Linked DNA regions of Drosophila melanogaster: region 2 is linked to region 1. Evidence: chromatin contacts called from public Hi-C data. All regions are on one chromosome and are shown on one strand. The core of a region is the stretch at or near the end of the contact, and the rest is flanking DNA. Distances in the headings are between cores, read along the strand shown.

Region 1 (3,572 bases), core at 668-3,167:
CATGTCTCTTAGTGAGGACATTGGCCACAACATCACTGCCATCCACAGCAGCACCAAGCAGTTGGAGAAGCAGCTGAAACTGATTGGCACATCCAAGGAGCAGCCAAATCTGCGGGAGAAGGTGCACACCATCAACACCAAGTGCAATGCCCGGGTGCAGACCACCAGTCAGGACTTGCAGAGGCTACAGGCCGTTGTGCGGCACGGAGATCGCCAGCAGAAGCTGCAGCTGGAGAAGCTCACCCGGGAGTTCCATGGCGTGGTGGAGAAGTACTCCAATCTGCAGCGACGCATCTCATCGGCCATGCGGCAGACCCTGCAGCAGGCGCAGCAATTTGCCGATCAGGTGGTGGAGACCAACGCCCGTGCTGAGCTGCTGCAGCAACAGCGCTTGGAGCAGGCCCATCTCCAGCAGGAGCACGACATGCTCGACGATCGGCGGCGGCAGGTCGAGCAAATAGAGTCGGACATCATCGATGTCAACCAGATCATGACCCAGCTGAGTGGACTGGTGCACGATCAGGGGCAGCAGATGGGTGAGTAATCTCCATCCAAGTGGGGCTCAACGACCGCAAATCGAGAAACCACAAGCCGTAATTAGGGCTCTCACTTTACGACCCAAATGCACGCAGTTCCACATATTTAATAGCGTCCAAATGGAGAAATCCATTGGTAAAACAAAATATTCAGAGCTTATCAGTTGCTTAAAGGTTGCATAGCAAATCTCTCAAATGAGTTGATAAGTAAACATGTGCAAGAAATTATGAATCATTGACTTTGCTTCAATAACAATGCACATTTCGAAATTGATTGGAATTATCAACAACGACTTAGACGTTTTAATTTTCCATATCTTTTATGAAAACCCGTGTCATTTGGCAAGTAATGTGTGCATACGCTTATCATATCGTTTAATTTAACTTCCTGTTTATTTGAACAGTAATCAATTATTTCGGGTCTTACAAAAATAAGAAGAAACTGATAAGAGCAAGCAAATATTATAAAATATTTACTGACTGCTATTACAGGTTTAAATATCCAAAATTTTTCACTCCTTATTAGTAATAGTTTTGAAAATTTCTAGGTGCTTGCTTGATGGAAGGTTTTTGTACTTGTTTTTGATTACACTTTCTAAGCAAATCTCAATTTCTTTCCAGATTTCATCGAGAACAGTATTGAGCAGACGGCCGCCAACGTTGAGGATGGCACCTCGGAACTGGCCAAGGCGGCCAGGAGTCGCCAGAGCTACCGGCGCAAGATCTTGATACTCCTGGTGATCGCTGTGATAATAGGTTTAATCGTAACTGGCGTTATCGTTGCCAAACTGAACAGTTAATTGTTTTATTTTTACGCCCATATTCAACAAACACACGCAAACATACACAACCCACACACACACACACGCATAGATTTTTGTAAAACGATTTTTATAAGAAACAAAATATTCGATCGTTGAGAACTCTGTTTAATCACCAAGTGAGCAAAGACAACAAGAATGTAGAGGAAAAGCTAAAGCAAAAAATAAAAACAAATACCATATTTATAATTATACATATATATCTACATATATATACATAAGTAAATAAGGATACTGAATCCCACTTAACTTGCATATAAACAATATTCAGCGCTTTTAAATGTTAATTATTTCTTGTTAAAAACGATTATCGCGAGCAATCTGAGTTTTGCATTGAAATTTGTAAAATTTTTGTGTTTAGTTTCGAGAAAGCGGAAGGCGGATTGCTGAAGCCGTCTGCGGCTTTAGTATTCCCTTTTGATATATGTTACAAGTTATATATAAGTGAGCCAGCAATCGAAAATAAAATAAACCGAACAAACCAATTTGAGTGATTTGAAAAGCGCGCCAAGTGGCTCAAAGAGGATGCAATAGGTTGGCAGTCCGCTTAAATTGATAGGACGTAATCGATAGACTTATCGGTGTGGGGCAAAACCAAAACAACGTGCTGCACAGCAAAACATTTATATTTCGTTTTCTTGATAAAAATTTGTCATTTGTAAAGATGCCACAGGGAAAATTCAAGAAGGCCAAGCTACCAGCAGCGATACAGAAAAAGAAGAACCAAAAGCAAGCTGCTTTCACCCGTCGATCAAGTGATTACCCACATGCTTAACAATCTTCTCCAAATTCTATGTTTTTGTTTTATTAATTTACAGATGCGCCAATTCAGGCGAAAAAGGCCAAGTTCAATGAGACGCAGAAGATCAAGTCCGTTATTTCGAAGTCGGTCAACAAGAGCGTGGAGAGCGAACTGCGCTCCCGCGCCCACGAGGGCTACATCCAGTTGAGCAAGGCCCAGGAGGCGGTGGCCAAGCACCACGCCTCCCAGGCGAAGGCGGCTGCGGCGGCCAGTACCGCCAAGTCCGCGGAATAGCTTACTCTAGGCATAAGTACTCTGTTGATAACCAAATGACCTGCATATTGTATAGTAAAACATTTCTAAAACTATTTCCTTTGTTATAGCATCGATTGGAACCCAAAGGAAACGAATTCTCCTCTTAAGATTGCCAAAAGGATTAACAAATCCGCCTAATATCAGAGCATATGAGCTTTAAAGCGTTGTTAGTATCTGCAATCTCTCAACAGTCTACTAAATTAAGAAAGTTACTTAAATTTTGTAGTTCTCGCTGAGTTTTAGGATTGCATTTCTATTGATGGTCAGGTGAACCTAATATTTGATACTAAATTCATTCATTAGAAGCTATACTAAATGAACAAATTCATTTTCAATGTTAGTATGAACTATTTTATGTTATAAAAAGTTAAATGTTGCCAAATGCAGAGTACATTGTCTTACAATCTTGAATATTTTATTCAGTATGTTTCACAATGAATGCAAATTACTAAGAACGATAACATTTTCTTTTAAATGCCGTGCAAATTATACGAATTTTTGAAGTTTTCATTAAGTTTTCTTGTCGTGAGCTTTGACTTTTTCCCAACGCTGTCTCAAGGACTTGTTGACCAAGTAGTACAATGCTTACTTTGACGTTTGGCCAATTTATGAGCGGACCTTTGGTGGCCGCTGCTGGAAGAACTTTTGCATTCAGCTTCCTACTTATCACAATCAGTTTGTTTAATTATAAAAATAGTTGGCCAACAAAGTTGGTTCCGCTGACATTTATTGGACGATTCGCTGTGGCTCCGTTCGCCCAGAATTCGGGGGAATTCCAAAATTCCGTAATTCCGCTCCTTTAACGACAGCTATTCATGACAAACTTTTTAGTCATTGGCAGGCAGCTTTGACGAAGTGAAAAGGAAAAAGTGCCACTAACAATTTCTATTTAATTTTCGCAACGTTTCGTTTCGTTTGCTATGCAAATTCTGTCCGCTTTTGATGCGCTTTTAATTAGCCAGCATCCCGCACTCACATGCAGCCGGAAAAATTCACAGCCGATTGCGTGTTTTTGTTTTGTTTCCCCTTGTTGCAGCCCACCCCCTTTTATCACTCACCCCCTTTTATCAAGCACTTTGATTCCGCGCCATTTCAATCGCATGCAAATTAGCCACTCCCAACCGGCCCACCGCCCACTAAACTGAGGAACAGGTGACA
Region 2 (3,572 bases), core at 353-2,852, 370 kb after region 1:
ATGTAGAGTTCTCTTGGTGTTTTCCGATTAGGTGATCCTCAAGTGATTATCAACCATTCTTATTGCAATGTATTTAAACAACTTTAAAGGTTTATTTCCTCTTAAAAATATGTGGTTAGAAAAACAACTAAAAAAGTTTAAGAGTTCAAGCCGAGATAATATTTTAATAAATCCAAAAAATCACTGCTTTTCATTCCGTACCTTAATCCCTCACTCTCGACTTGTATAACTTATTTTCGAAATACAATGCACAATATCACAGGCTATTTTCGATTAGTTTCAGTTCTTTTATTCCATATAGGGTTGGACATCATGCTCCATGCGAGCGGCCTCAGTTTCTGCACCCACGGCGCAGGCTAGTAGTGAGTTGACCGTCTGCTCCTCACCTGCCTTGTAGACGTATCCATTAGCCTTGTCGATGTGATTGCGCAAGCGGAGCATGCTGTCCGTGCTGAAGACGTCCAGCAGTTGGAACGAAACGAGAGCGTAGTCCTCCACCATGGAGCAGATGGCTGCATTCAGTTTTCGATACTTGCGCATGGCGGGATCATCGTCCAGTTTGTCCAGCAGATACTTGAGGTCCAGGACGTCCGTATAATAGTCCACGTTAAAGTGTAACTTGGTCTCGTGCTTCTTTAGCAGATCGGCCTTGGAAAGCACATTAACGTGGGGTAGACTCATCCGCAACATGGTGTTCAATGCCATCAGCAAAGTGGCAATGAATTTGGCAGGCTCCGAGCAGTAATGGGAATCTATAAGGTTAACGGTGACCAGGCTATATCTTTCACGCTCCAAACGCTCGAAAATCCGGGCCATAGCGTTGTGATGGGTATATAGCTCAACTTGGCCGGGACAGTCGAACAGGAAGTAGTTGTAAGTGGCGCTTAGTTTGCGCAGTGCCGGCAACAGCCAATCCTCCAAATGGTCGGCCAGATACTCAGCGCAGTGCATTAGAGCTCCGTTTGGTCCCAGCTTCAGGTGCTCCATGCAATCCTCCACAGTGATTAGCTCCATCACACTTAGCACCGGTTCGTAGGACATGTTTTCGTTGGCTGGATCCAGATTCACAACGCCCACCTGACGGCCCAGTTCGCGATAGAACTTAAGGGCCTCACCGCAATAGGTGGTTTTCCCAGAACCAGGAGGTCCTATGATTAGCTGTCCATAACGTGGATTCTCCACGGTCGCCTGCGTCGGAAATCTTTGCATCATTCTTGCGGAAAATGAAAAATATAAACAATGGTAGAGGTGGGGAACCACAGAGACCGATTAATTTATTTGGCGCAATTTATCGATATTTAGATAGTTTTTGAAAAATATACATTTTATTAAATTAGATAAAAATACAATTTTGATTATATATTTCCTTTTCAAATATAGGAAATTGAAAACTCAATCCCAAAAAAAAAAACAATTTTTTAGTGTATAATTAAAAACGGTAGCAATTAGTAGTTACTGTTAGTATAAAACACAGAACAATATATTTTTAATTTCCTTCCAGTTCACTTCGCTGTTAAAAAGGGGTAAACGCAGCGCAAAGTCGATATAAAGCAAAGAAAAAACCATCGATGACGACGATGGTGAAAACATCGATCTTAGCCCACCACTAATCGTCGGCGAACTTGAGTTTGGTGTTTTCATTTATCCGCGGAATTTCGCACTAATTAGTAAAGGCTTCAGGAGCACCGAGAAATCACCAGAATGGCACAACCCCAACCACCGGCGTACGAAAACAGTGAGTTGGAATCCCACAGAGATAAACTGGAGTCATGAATCCGATCCCACTCCGAATGTGATACGTAGAGAGGGGGATGAGTCAACAGGCGAAAAACGGTAAAAGCAGAAAGCAATCGCCGGAAGCACCGTGATTATGCCCATAAATGGGCATAGATGCATATGAAAGACCTTTTTAAGCAGTAAGAGGAGGCGCGTGTGGAGCCGTTGGAGCGACCCCGTTCCCGTTCGCTCCCCAAAAACGAAGCCGCACCCTATTTTCCACCCACTCCAATTTGCCGGCGTTATCTGAGTAGCAGCAGTCACAGCCCATTTCTAATCGAAATAATCGCTTAATTGCAGAAAACATCTACGCAACTCTGCCGCGCACCCAACGCGGCCAACCCATCGTTTTGGGTGCCGATCCCAAGGGCAAGAACTTCCTGTACACCAATGGAAACTCTGTGATCATCCGGAACATCGAGGTAAGCTGATATATGCTGCAGCCTGCTGCTCCGTTCCTGCCATAAATCCATGGCATTTACGTCCAAATGGTGTTTTATTTTTGGACAGGCTGCAGTTTCTGTTGCCAGTTTGTGTGTGCTTTCTGGCTTTCGGGCAGCTGTTCTATATTTATTTATATATATATGTACAGTATATAAGGCGCAAAACACAGATTCCCATTCCACAGGCCAACCGGCAAAACACAGACTGGCACATAGATACATTTCTTGTTTGCCGCCCACGCATCATCATTATGATGTTTTCATCTGGTCAAAGTGATTCTTCACAGCAGCTATGTGTTTGCCTATCTTTCACCCATTGAATCGGTATAAATTCAAAATATTTCCATGTTTCTTTGTCTTTTGTCCCGATAATCCCGCCACTTCTATGGTATCTTTAATGATCAAGAAATAAAATCTTCCGCCAAAAGATATTCAGGTTCTGGAAAATGAAATGTTAATGAAGGAAACATACATAACAAATTCAAAACCAAACACCTATGTTCATAATTAGGATCCCATTTACCATTAATTTGTTTTAATTTGCTAAAAGTGTCTCTAAAATATGTATGTATGCTTTTCCCTTTCTTCCGCACCATAGAATCCAGCCATTGCCGATGTCTACACGGAGCACTCGTGTGCAGTGAACGTGGCCAAGTACTCGCCCAGCGGATTTTATATTGCATCTGGTGGTAAGTCTCGCCCAGCAATTTCACACTTGGAGCACCCGGCTTTCGGCAACAGAGCATAAAAATCGTGACCACTATGAGTCACGCCACGGTCATGATTAGCATTTCCTTATTTGGAGCGGTTTCTTTATCTTATCTGCGGTTTTGAAGCGAGCAATGTTATTTATTTGGCTTTCTCCTCTTCTCACCAGACGCCTCCGGCAAGATTCGCATTTGGGACACGGTCAACAAGGAGCACCTGCTTAAAAATGAGTTCCAGCCCATTGCAGGACCCATCAAGGATATTAGCTGGTCGCCAGACAATCAGCGCATCGTTGCCGTGGGTGAAGGACGCGAACGTTTCGGTCATGTCTTTATGTCTGAAACCGGCACGTCTGTGGGCGAGATCAGTGGCCAGTCCAAGTCTATTAACTCGGCGGACTTCCGGCCAGCCAGGCCATTCCGCATTGTTACGGGTGAGTTCACATAATAGTCCCAAAATGCAATAAACTTACTTACACACACACACTTGTTATTACAGGCAGCGAAGACAATACTATCGCCGTGTTCGAGGGACCCCCGTTCAAGTTCAAGATGACCAAGCAGGATCACTCTCGCTTCGTCCAGGCTGTGCGCTACTCGCCCGATGGCAAATTCTTCGCCTCCGCCGGCTTTGATGGCAAAGTCT

Evidence for each region. A called contact is a pair of places that touch in the nucleus more often than the background predicts.
Region 2: a contact with region 1 is called in a Hi-C map of the Kc167 cell line, with 4 times the contacts expected there. A contact is called at or near these places in 4 of 107 Hi-C or Micro-C datasets (the D17-c3 cell line, the Kc167 cell line, embryo and 1 more) and 2 of 7 datasets of targeted methods (both in the Kc167 cell line).

The regions. Positions count from the first base shown.
Region 1 is chr3L:13,045,060-13,048,631 of dm6, forward strand. It overlaps CG11279, which reads left to right and starts at 1,918. Exons shown (of 2, transcript NM_001300127.1): 1 at 1,918-2,112; 2 at 2,176-3,572. The coding sequence starts at 2,022. The coding sequence ends at 2,393. It overlaps Syx13 (Syntaxin 13), which reads left to right. Exons shown (of 3, transcript NM_079330.3): 2 at 1-536; 3 at 1,158-1,835. The coding sequence ends at 1,336.
Region 2 is chr3L:13,411,241-13,414,812 of dm6, forward strand. It overlaps flr (flare), which reads left to right and starts at 1,603. Exons shown (of 7, transcript NM_140385.4): 1 at 1,603-1,735; 2 at 2,077-2,198; 3 at 2,818-2,908; 4 at 3,097-3,360; 5 at 3,426-3,572. The coding sequence starts at 1,702. It overlaps CG10222, which reads right to left and starts at 1,213. Exons shown (of 1, transcript NM_001300131.1): 1 at 1-1,213. The coding sequence starts at 1,212. The coding sequence ends at 289.